2 separate regions of the Sus scrofa genome follow, and region 1 is linked to region 2. The links are chromatin contacts, called in public HiChIP or PLAC-seq maps. All regions are on one chromosome and are shown on one strand. The core of a region is the stretch at or near the end of the contact, and the rest is flanking DNA. Distances in the headings are between cores, read along the strand shown.

What was found. HiChIP or PLAC-seq counts read pairs in DNA pulled down with a chosen protein or histone mark.
Region 1: an H3K27ac HiChIP or PLAC-seq map of skeletal muscle shows a contact between it and region 2. The contact joins two enhancer-like sites. A contact is called at or near these places in 3 of 47 Hi-C or Micro-C datasets (embryonic fibroblasts, epiblast stem cells and fibroblasts) and 1 of 2 datasets of contacts at active chromatin or transcription factors (skeletal muscle).

What each region holds. Positions count from the first base shown.
Region 1 is chr16:22,759,837-22,764,572 of Sscrofa11.1, reverse strand. All of the region lies in intron 9 of WDR70 (WD repeat-containing protein 70), which reads right to left. Among named protein-coding and RNA genes, the nearest start is that of WDR70, 160 kb to the right of the region's middle. Within about 2 kb of position 3,187, at least 3 of the 83 cell types and tissues checked have an H3K27ac peak or open chromatin away from gene starts, as enhancers often do. A contact at or near this core is called in skeletal muscle, where this site is marked.
Region 2 is chr16:22,649,841-22,654,371 of Sscrofa11.1, reverse strand. WDR70 (WD repeat-containing protein 70) reads right to left here. Exons shown (of 18, transcript XM_021076962.1): 6 at 868-927. Among named protein-coding and RNA genes, the nearest start is that of WDR70, 52 kb to the right of the region's middle. Within about 2 kb of position 2,046, at least 2 of the 83 cell types and tissues checked have an H3K27ac peak or open chromatin away from gene starts, as enhancers often do. A contact at or near this core is called in skeletal muscle, where this site is marked.

The DNA.
Region 1 (4,736 bases), core at 1,938-4,437, 110 kb before region 2:
GTCACAGCAACTTGGGATCCGAGCCGCGTCTGCCACCCACACCACAGCTCACGGCAACGCCGGATCCTTAACCTACTGAGCAAGGGCAGGGATCGAACCCACAACCTCATGGTTCCTAGTCGGATTTGTTTCTGCTGCGCCAAGAAGGGAACTCCAACTTTAAAATCTTTTATTTGTCAGAGTTCTATGGTAACTACACAAAGCCCTACAGCTTCAACCATCGCTTATATAATGAATCTCAGGCCTAAGTTGACTATTCACATATCTATCTATTACTTGGGCTACAGTTCTACATTTCCAACTACCAACCAAATATGTGGTTTTCTTGCAGGCATCCAAAACTCAACATGTCAAAATCAGAAAGTAGTTATGTTCTCCCTCCGACTGGCTTCTCTTACCTTCCCAGCCTCACTTGAGAGAATCAGCACCAGCATGACTGCTCAAGGAAGTGGTCTCACTCATCCCTGACTCCTCCCTCCCCATCCCCATGCCTACCATGCATGTGTGATTCTTTCTGCTTAGAACATCAGCCCGTGTCATAGTTGTTTTTCTCTCCTCCTCTATTCTCATCTAAAGTGGCATCTCCTTGGAAGACTCCCCTGACCTCCCTCTAATCATCATCATCATAGTCATTATCATGCTGTATCATGTGACTCTGTCTGTTTGCTTCAAAGGGCTGATTACAGGAGTACCCTGATGGTGCAGGTTCGACCCCTGGCTTGGGAATTTCCACATGCTGTGAGCAGAGCCAAAAATTTAAAAAAAAAAAAAAAAAAAGACAGACTACAAACCATATTTATGAATTCATCAGTGTCTTTCTCCTCCACAGCTCCTTTAGAGGGCTTTGAGTGAGCTATCTTATTCACCAGTGTTCCCTAGAACCTAGCCCATGGTGTGACACACAGTATAGGCTAGGTGCCAATATTTCATGGAGGAATGAATATCTGATCAGATGATAAGTTCTGATGAATCTCATTCTGAAGCATGCCTCACATCTGTTCCCTATTTTCCACCAAATTATCATCAGCGCCCTGGATTGGACCATCATAACCTGTTGTCTACACTCTAGAACTAACTTGGGGACTGAGCTCTCTGCCTTTAGCCTAGCTCTCTTTATCCTGTCAAAAAAGTGATGTGCTTTTCAGGAAAAAAAAGTAAAAAGTAAATTTGATGAGGTCACTCTCCTAAGGAAAAGCCTAATAGCTCGGAAGGCTATAGAAAAAAAGTTCCAGACAGCACCCAAGAGCCTTCCTAAAATGACCATAATCCAAACTGAACTTTCTAGGCTCTGGTCCAGCTACTTTGGCCCCTTACATTAGATACACTGCAGGATGAGAAAGGACTGTTTGGTAGACAGAGCTGGAAGGAAAGGCTAACTAGCAACTAATTAAAAATAAAAAAGAACCTACTAGTTCTGGCACCCTATGTTAAAATAAAGTTTAAAGACTAAATGACTAAATACCTAGAAGAATTAAATGATGTAAAGAAAAAATACAACTGTGTGACAAAATTGAGATGCAGGTTGGGGGCAGGAGAGGGGGGGTAGTACTGAATTACATGCAATGGCCAGGAGACTATCTCTGAGGCTATGACGTTCTGGAGTTGAGATCTGAATGACAGGAGCTATATCCTGCCTTAGAGCTTACCAAGAAGAAGACCACAGTGAAAGCCTTAATGTGAGAAAGGGCTTGGTGTGAGAAATGGAGAGAAGGGTGCTGTGGCTGGAGCAAAACATGATGTGAGATGAAGTCAGTGACGTGGGAAGGACCAGATTATATCGGGTCTTATAATACAGATTCTACTCTAAATTGGTAAACCACTGAAGAATTTTAAACAGCAACAGGGCATAAACTGATGTATGTCATAAGTTCCCAGTGGAGAATCAATTCATTTATTCACTCATTCTTCTTTCATTCAACAAATATTTAACAGGGGTCAGCCGTGTCACCAGACACTATACTGGGCACTATGGATACAGTGGTGAACAAGAGAGGTAAAGCCTCTGCCTTCACAAAGCTTTCATTCTGGAGGATTCTACGAAGACAGAAAGGAAGCAAGGATCCAGTTAAGAGACCACTGCGGAGTCCATATGAGAGCTTATGATGGCTTGGACAAGATAGGTTACAGTAGAGAGGGAGAAGAAATGAATAAATACAGAACTAGACAAGAAAGTGAAGCTGGGAGGAATTCGTCCATCTCAGTGTGGACAAATGGACTGCAATGCTATTTACTAAAATAGGAGAAAATAGAAGAGGGTTCTATTTTGGTCAGATAGAGTGAGGGAGCTATTAGGCATCAGAAGAGGAGTTACCCAGTAGGCTACTGGATTTAGGAGCCTGAAGTTCAGTGGAGAGGGCAGAACTAGAGCTGAAAAGCTATGAGCTGAGCAGAGATGGTATTGAAAGCCATTAAGATTTAGGAAAAGAGTTCAAATGACCAAAGAATCCAGGGTCAAAACTTGATACATTCGAACTTTGAGAGGTTGAGGAAAAGGAGGAAAAAGCAAAGAACATTGAGAAGGAGTGATGAGTAAGTGGGAGGAAAACAGCAAAATGTGTAGTGTCTCTGTGGCAAGCCGTGGAGATGTGCTGCTAGGATCTCCCTTCAAGAACCCATTTGTCATTTCAGTTGTAAGGAGTGCAGTTCACTGACAACCTCCAGCTGTTAACAGCCTCAGGATCCACTCAGCTTTTAAGCCAAAGCCACATTCTTCCCAGGTCACTATGGGTAGTGTGACATGACCGCATCAGTCAAATGCAGGTCTCTTCTAATCAGTGACCTTTGTTCTGGAGTCCCTGGCCAAGGACTTGTAAGACCTGCATGAGGGTCTGAAGTTTTCCCTGCCCAATCGTGCTTCCTCTCCACTTTCACAGCTATTAAACCTTGGTCTGAGACCTTGACCTATCCAATCTTACTCCCTTCCTCTTGTTTCCTTTACGAGCAAGCCCCTCCTCCCAATAAGCCTCTTGCACATCTCTCTCCATCTCAGCACCTGCATCCTAGAGGACCGCACCAGACAGTCACAAAAACCAGGGAGAAAGAAAGTGTCACGAAGGATATGGTCCACTGTGATGAAGTTTGCTGAGAAGTCAAGTAAGGTAAAATGAGAGAACCACCAGAATCTGGCAAAATGACAGTCACTGAGAGTCCTGAAGAGGGCATTTTTGGTGGAGCAGTCTGAATCAAAGCTTAACTGGAATGGGCTGTGGGGTAGATGACAGCTGAGGACAGAGCAGAGACTACAGACAACTAACTCATTCCAGACGTTCTGCCTCTATAACTCCCAGTTATATCACGGGCTCTGCAAGAATAGTGCTAGGATTTCAAAAACTATAGCAGGGAACTAATGTAGATTGGGGAAGGTCTATCTGAGGAAGTAAAGTTTACTAAAATAATGGAAATAAGAACATACCAGGAAGAGGGAAGAGCAGGTGCTAAAGCCAAGGAGTGGGAGGGAGTGTGAGTTACTGGAGAATCAGAAAACCAGTTGCTGTGGATGAAATAGAGAGAGCCAGGACCAGGTTATGCAAGGTCATGTGGGAAGTGATAAATATTTTGGATCTTAGCCTAAAGACTAGACATTTAAAGCTGGGACTTCATTTGCGATTTTTTGAAAATATCACTGCAGTAGGAGAAAAAACAAAAGTGAAAGACTTGTTGAGAGCTGATAGTGATTTGAATGAGCAACTGAATACATTCATTCATTCAAATAATATTTACTAAATGAGTGAAGCAAACTGATTCAACAGGTTTTTTCAGAGGTAGAATCTACAGAACTGGCGAGACTGGGGCTCGAAGAAAGGGAGTTATCAAGGATAATTCCTAGGACTCTGGCTCAACCAACTGGGCAAGAACTGTTTACCATGCTCAGCAGAGAAACCACAACTTCTCAGAGGCCCCACAGACCACATGTATCCAGTAAGCCCCTTTTCCTGGTGATACACCAAGTCTTTCCCAGCAATCATAACACCAAAGGATACAAGTGTGTAACATAATTGTATCACACAACACAGGCTTCACAGAATGTTTCTCCTTCAATGCTCAACTATCTCATGTTACGCCTGAGGGAATGGATTGTCTACTAGAGTTGGAATCCAGTCATACATATTAATGACACTCTCTTGACCTTTACATATAATTTTACACATATTTCAGAACAGGCCATAATCCCTCAGTCCAGCAATTTATTTATGGGCAATTTTTGAAGCTGTTATCAGTGGCTTCTCCTTTTGGCTTTTCCTGGGAATTAGAAATTCTTGCTTAACTTGAGCTGGTTCCTTCTTCCTCCTTTTATCTAAGATAATCATTAAGTCCATAAATCAGATTCTAACACTCCTTAACCTTTTTTTTTTCCCCACCGTAGAGGTCATTCTGTTTGCTCCTGTAGTTCTGAACATCCTTTACAAAGAAGCACGATAAATGATCAAGCCCCTATCATCCCTGCAAAAAAATCAGAAAAGGCCCAGAAAAGAAGAATTTGAGTAAATTAAATACACTTAAATTACCAGGAAGAAGGAAGAGGGGATATTACCAATTTTCAAAGTTTAACCAAAAATGTAAGGCATATATTTATATATAAATATATGAAACGTTTTAAGTGTTGCAGGCTTAGTCAAAACCATTACCCCATACCCCAATGGATTTTAAGAGTTTTTCTCTTCTAAAGTAAACCCATGGAGTAGCTTAATTCTTCAGCAGGAAATGGTTCAACATACATTACCCCAAATGGACACATG
Region 2 (4,531 bases), core at 797-3,296:
AAACACATAGTTTAATTATAAAGGGAAAGCAAAATAATTTTATTTTTTCACTCATTCACAAGCAAGTTTCATTAATTCGACTGTCATTTTGTAATGGCTTTACAGTAAGATTAGGTGATTTCATCTTACACTCCAAAATTTTTACATTATTAATTTTTAAATAACGTAAATATGATAATGGAAAAATATAATCCATAAAACTTAAGTGACATAATCTTAGAGCCAGACAAGTTACTATCTTATGTTTCAGGGTCACACTCATGGCATATGGAAGATCCCAGACGAGAGGTCAAATCAGAGCTGCAGCTGCCAGCCTACACCAGAGCCACGGTGATTTGGGATCTGAGCCACATCTGCAACCTACACCACAGCTTGTGGCAACGCCAGATCCTTAAGCCACTGAGTGAGGCCAGGGATCAAACCCACATCTTCCTGGATACTGGTTGGGTTCTCAACCCACTGAGCCACAACAGGAATTCCCTTATGTTCATTTCTTAGCTCAACATCCACGTAAAAAATGAACTCAGGCCTCTTATTGACATAGAAATGAAGCTAAGGGTAATGAGAAATTTTCCCACACCATAAAAAAAAAGTATCTGAGTTTCATTTCATCGTTTCACTTGTAATGTTCCTTTGTCAAAGAGAGAGGTTTTAAAGCCAACAATAACAATGACAATAGTGTTCCTATTTTAAATGAAATGCAATGGTTATTCTGACTCAACAGAAAAGCAATCTATTTTCCTTATATCTATAGCTTTGTGATATAAGTTGACTATATAATTGGCCTTAATATGAATGTATCTTATTAGTTCACTTTTCCATGACAGCCCTGTTATTGAGGAAAAGAATTAAATTTTTTAAACTTACTGTTTTAGTGCCATGCTTTAGAGTTATCTCATGGGAGTCAGGGATCTTTTGGACAGGATTCTGAAAAAAGAAAATTCCATGACATTGGTAAGCAATGTACCACATTTAGGAGGAAATCACATACCACATTCACAGGAAATTTAATTTTTAAAAATTGCATCACTGGCTTTTAAACACAAAAGCCAGTGTTTTTTAAAAAATAGGAAAAAATGAGCATTTTTTTATTTCTATACTTCTAGATAGATTACAATTGGTCGCTTTGAGCTGATAATAAATGTATCTTAAATCTCTAAAAAGATAAACTCAAACTCTGCAGGTTGTATGAAACCATAAGGGCCTCTTAGTATGGAAAACTTTTAAAGTCCTCTTTTCATTGGTACTTGGGCATACCTTAAAGTGTTTATGTACTTAATTTATGAGACAACAAAATTTGCACAGAATAAATGTATACCATTTAACCCATAAAAGTTTAAAAAACAAAAAAATTGCTATTTAAGTGGTACAAATAAGGAACTGAGTCCTTCACTGGTTCATTAATTCAATAAGCCTTTATTAAAGTGAGATTATACCAGATGCTAAGTGGCACGAGACTTAGCCTTGACTCCCCTCCCCTCCCAAGAAACATAAAGTCTAAGAGGGAAGCATCAATGCTCTAATATAATACGTCCTATGTTAGAAAGGGTATGGACAGACTAACTGAGGGATAGAGATGATGGATGCACAAATCAGACATAAGAGGTCACAGTAATCATTTAAATAAGCAGTTTTATTGTTTAGTCAAGTCTCCATTAGCCAAGAGCAGGGGAATCATACTAAAATTCTACAGCCATTACAAATCCATGTCAAAATTATTGTGCAATCTAACAAATTCTGGTCCTTGACTTCCCTCATTCTCTAGGATCCTTGATGAACCAATCAATCACCAGCTCTATTTTATCTTAAATCTTTTCCCTACTATGGCTGCTTCTCCCCAGCATATGAATAATTAAAGTGCTTCCCACATTCAACACACACACAACACACACAATTTCCCCTACATTCCCTGCTCTATCACTCTTTTCCTTTATGGTAAAGCTTCTTCACACTTTAGTTTTCACTCAGTGTCTCTTTTCTTTCACCCTTCTACCTCCACCTCTTTGGCACTGGTCATTCAATTCCTAATGCTTACCACAGTTCTTGGCACTTAGGGGACTCTCAGTAAATATTTCTTGAATGAATAAGTAAGTTACTATAAATGTCCCAGGGCACTTTTCAAAACTTAACCTGCACATCTGACCTTTCAACAGCATGATAACTACTTAACTATTTCCTCCATCTTGAAACTGTACTTTCTTAGGAGGAAACAGCCTTGACAAAAAGCCAGAAAATCTAGGCTTTTAAAATCTGGTTCTGATACTCATTAACCCTGTCATACCCTCTGGAGAGTAATGACTCTCAGTTGCCTCAGCTGCAAAGAGGATAACAGGGCTTGTGCCTTAGGTTACTGTGAGGTGAGTGGTTTAAAGCTCTTAATACAGAGTTTGGCACAAAGCAGGTGCTCAGTGACAGTCATCATTTATTCTAAGGCCTACCTCCTGTCCCTCTGGTCATACTATCTTTGTCTTTTTCCAGGCTTCTCTTCCTCTTTACTTGGCTAATTCCTACTCACCCTTTAAGACTCAATTCAGATGTGACCTGCTCCTGGGAGGATTTCTCAACATTTCAAACTCTGGGTTAAATGGCCTTTCTACGCATTCCCATGACAAGCTCTCCTTGTCTCTATCACAGAACCTGTCACAATATGTTATAATTTCTGACTGTTTCCCTCCACTCCACTCCCTAACCAAACCACAAAATGGACACTTCTCAAAGACTGTGTGTATATATTATCTCTGGGTCCCCAAACTACAAAACACCTGGTGTATAGCAGACACACACAAAAGTTTTTGGAATGAATGAATGGCCCTTACAATGTCTACCTCATAAATCACACTGGATTATAACTTTTAATTTACCTTCAAACGTTAATGTTTACGTCCATAAAGAACAACAAATAGGTGCTATTCATCAGGTGAGCCTTGTGAGTGAGAGTCAGAGATAATTGAAGATTTTCCAAAAGTGAAAAGCTTTGAAGCCCAAATGACTCTACCTTAGACTAAAATCAGATGGAAAGCTGCAAGTAGAAAGAAATAAAGGCAGTTCTGTTTCCATTACCAGTACAGTAGAGGAGACTAGGGGAGTTCCTGTTGTGGCTCAGCAGGTTAAGGATCAGACATGGTCTCTGAGAGGATGAAGGGTCCATTCCTGACCTGGCTCAGTGGGTTAAAGATCCGGTGTTGGAGTTCCCGTGGTGGCTCAGCAGAAAAAATTCTAACTAGCATCCATGAGGATGCAAGTTCAATCCTTGGCCTTGCTCAGTGAGTTAAGGATCCGGCATTGCCATGAACTGTGATGTAGATCACAGACGTGGCTCAGATCTGGCATTGCTGTGACTGTGGCATAGACTGGCAGCTTTAGCTCAGATTAGACCCCTAGCCTGGGAACCTCCATATGCTGCAGGTGCGGCCCTAAAAAACAAAAAACAACATCAAAAAAGGATCTGGTGTTGCCACAGCCATAGTGTAGGCCGCAGCTACAGCTCTGATTTGACCCCTAGCCTAGGAACTTCCATATGCTGCAGCTAAAGCCATTTAAAAGAAAAAAAGAGAGAGAGAGAGAGGAGACTGGGAACCAAGAGGCACTGAACAAAAATACTTACAGTAAACCAAGGAACTGCTGGCGAATTTGCAATTTATTTAAAGACAAAGATAATTTACTACTTTACTATCTTTTCCAAAGTGCTACACACACCTATCTCAGAGATAATGATATTCCAACACAAATTCCAAAATAATTTAAAAGTTGAACAAATGAATTCTGGATTAATGCTATACCAAATTATGTAAACCACTGCTTCCTTCACAGCTGACAATATTTGCAAATAATAAAAACTCATGTAAAGGTGCTAAGTACTCTTGAAAGAAACAGGAGAACAGTTCAAATGTTTTACTTAGAGAGGAATCTGTTATAGTCTGTGTATCATTTCATAACTAATTACTTTTTCATCACTCAGTAAAAAGAAACACTGTCACCAAAAGAAGGGATGAAAATTATTTCACTGAATTCGATGCAGAATGTGCCTATATATAGACAATTTCTGACATTTAAAGAAAAAACTTACAAGAACACAGAACAACTCAGTATTTACATTAGGAATGAATTAAATGTTTAAATAAATGTTGTTTACATTCAAAATCAAAGTTTTACTGGAAATCATGTAGAGCATAACTCATAAAAAGCCCATATAATTGGCACAAATAAATCATCTAAAATAGTAGCAATCCATCTTTTGGTAGCGTATCACTTGATGGTGACTGTTCTTTTTCCAGAACTTTTAGTAATGACTTTTTGAAATATGGCTTAGTGTGAAATTTGCTATAACAGTAAAATATTTTCATGATATCCCTGCCAGGGGACATCATAAACTATAAGACTTCAATGAAGTCATTTATTACTAAAATTCATAACAAGAGCTACAGTCTTAATGTAAGAGGGGGAAAGATACCAGTTTTTGTTTTGGTTTGGTTTTAAATGCCAACCAAAGAATTATTTCCCAGGCTCTTTCATTTACCCCCAGTAAGAACAA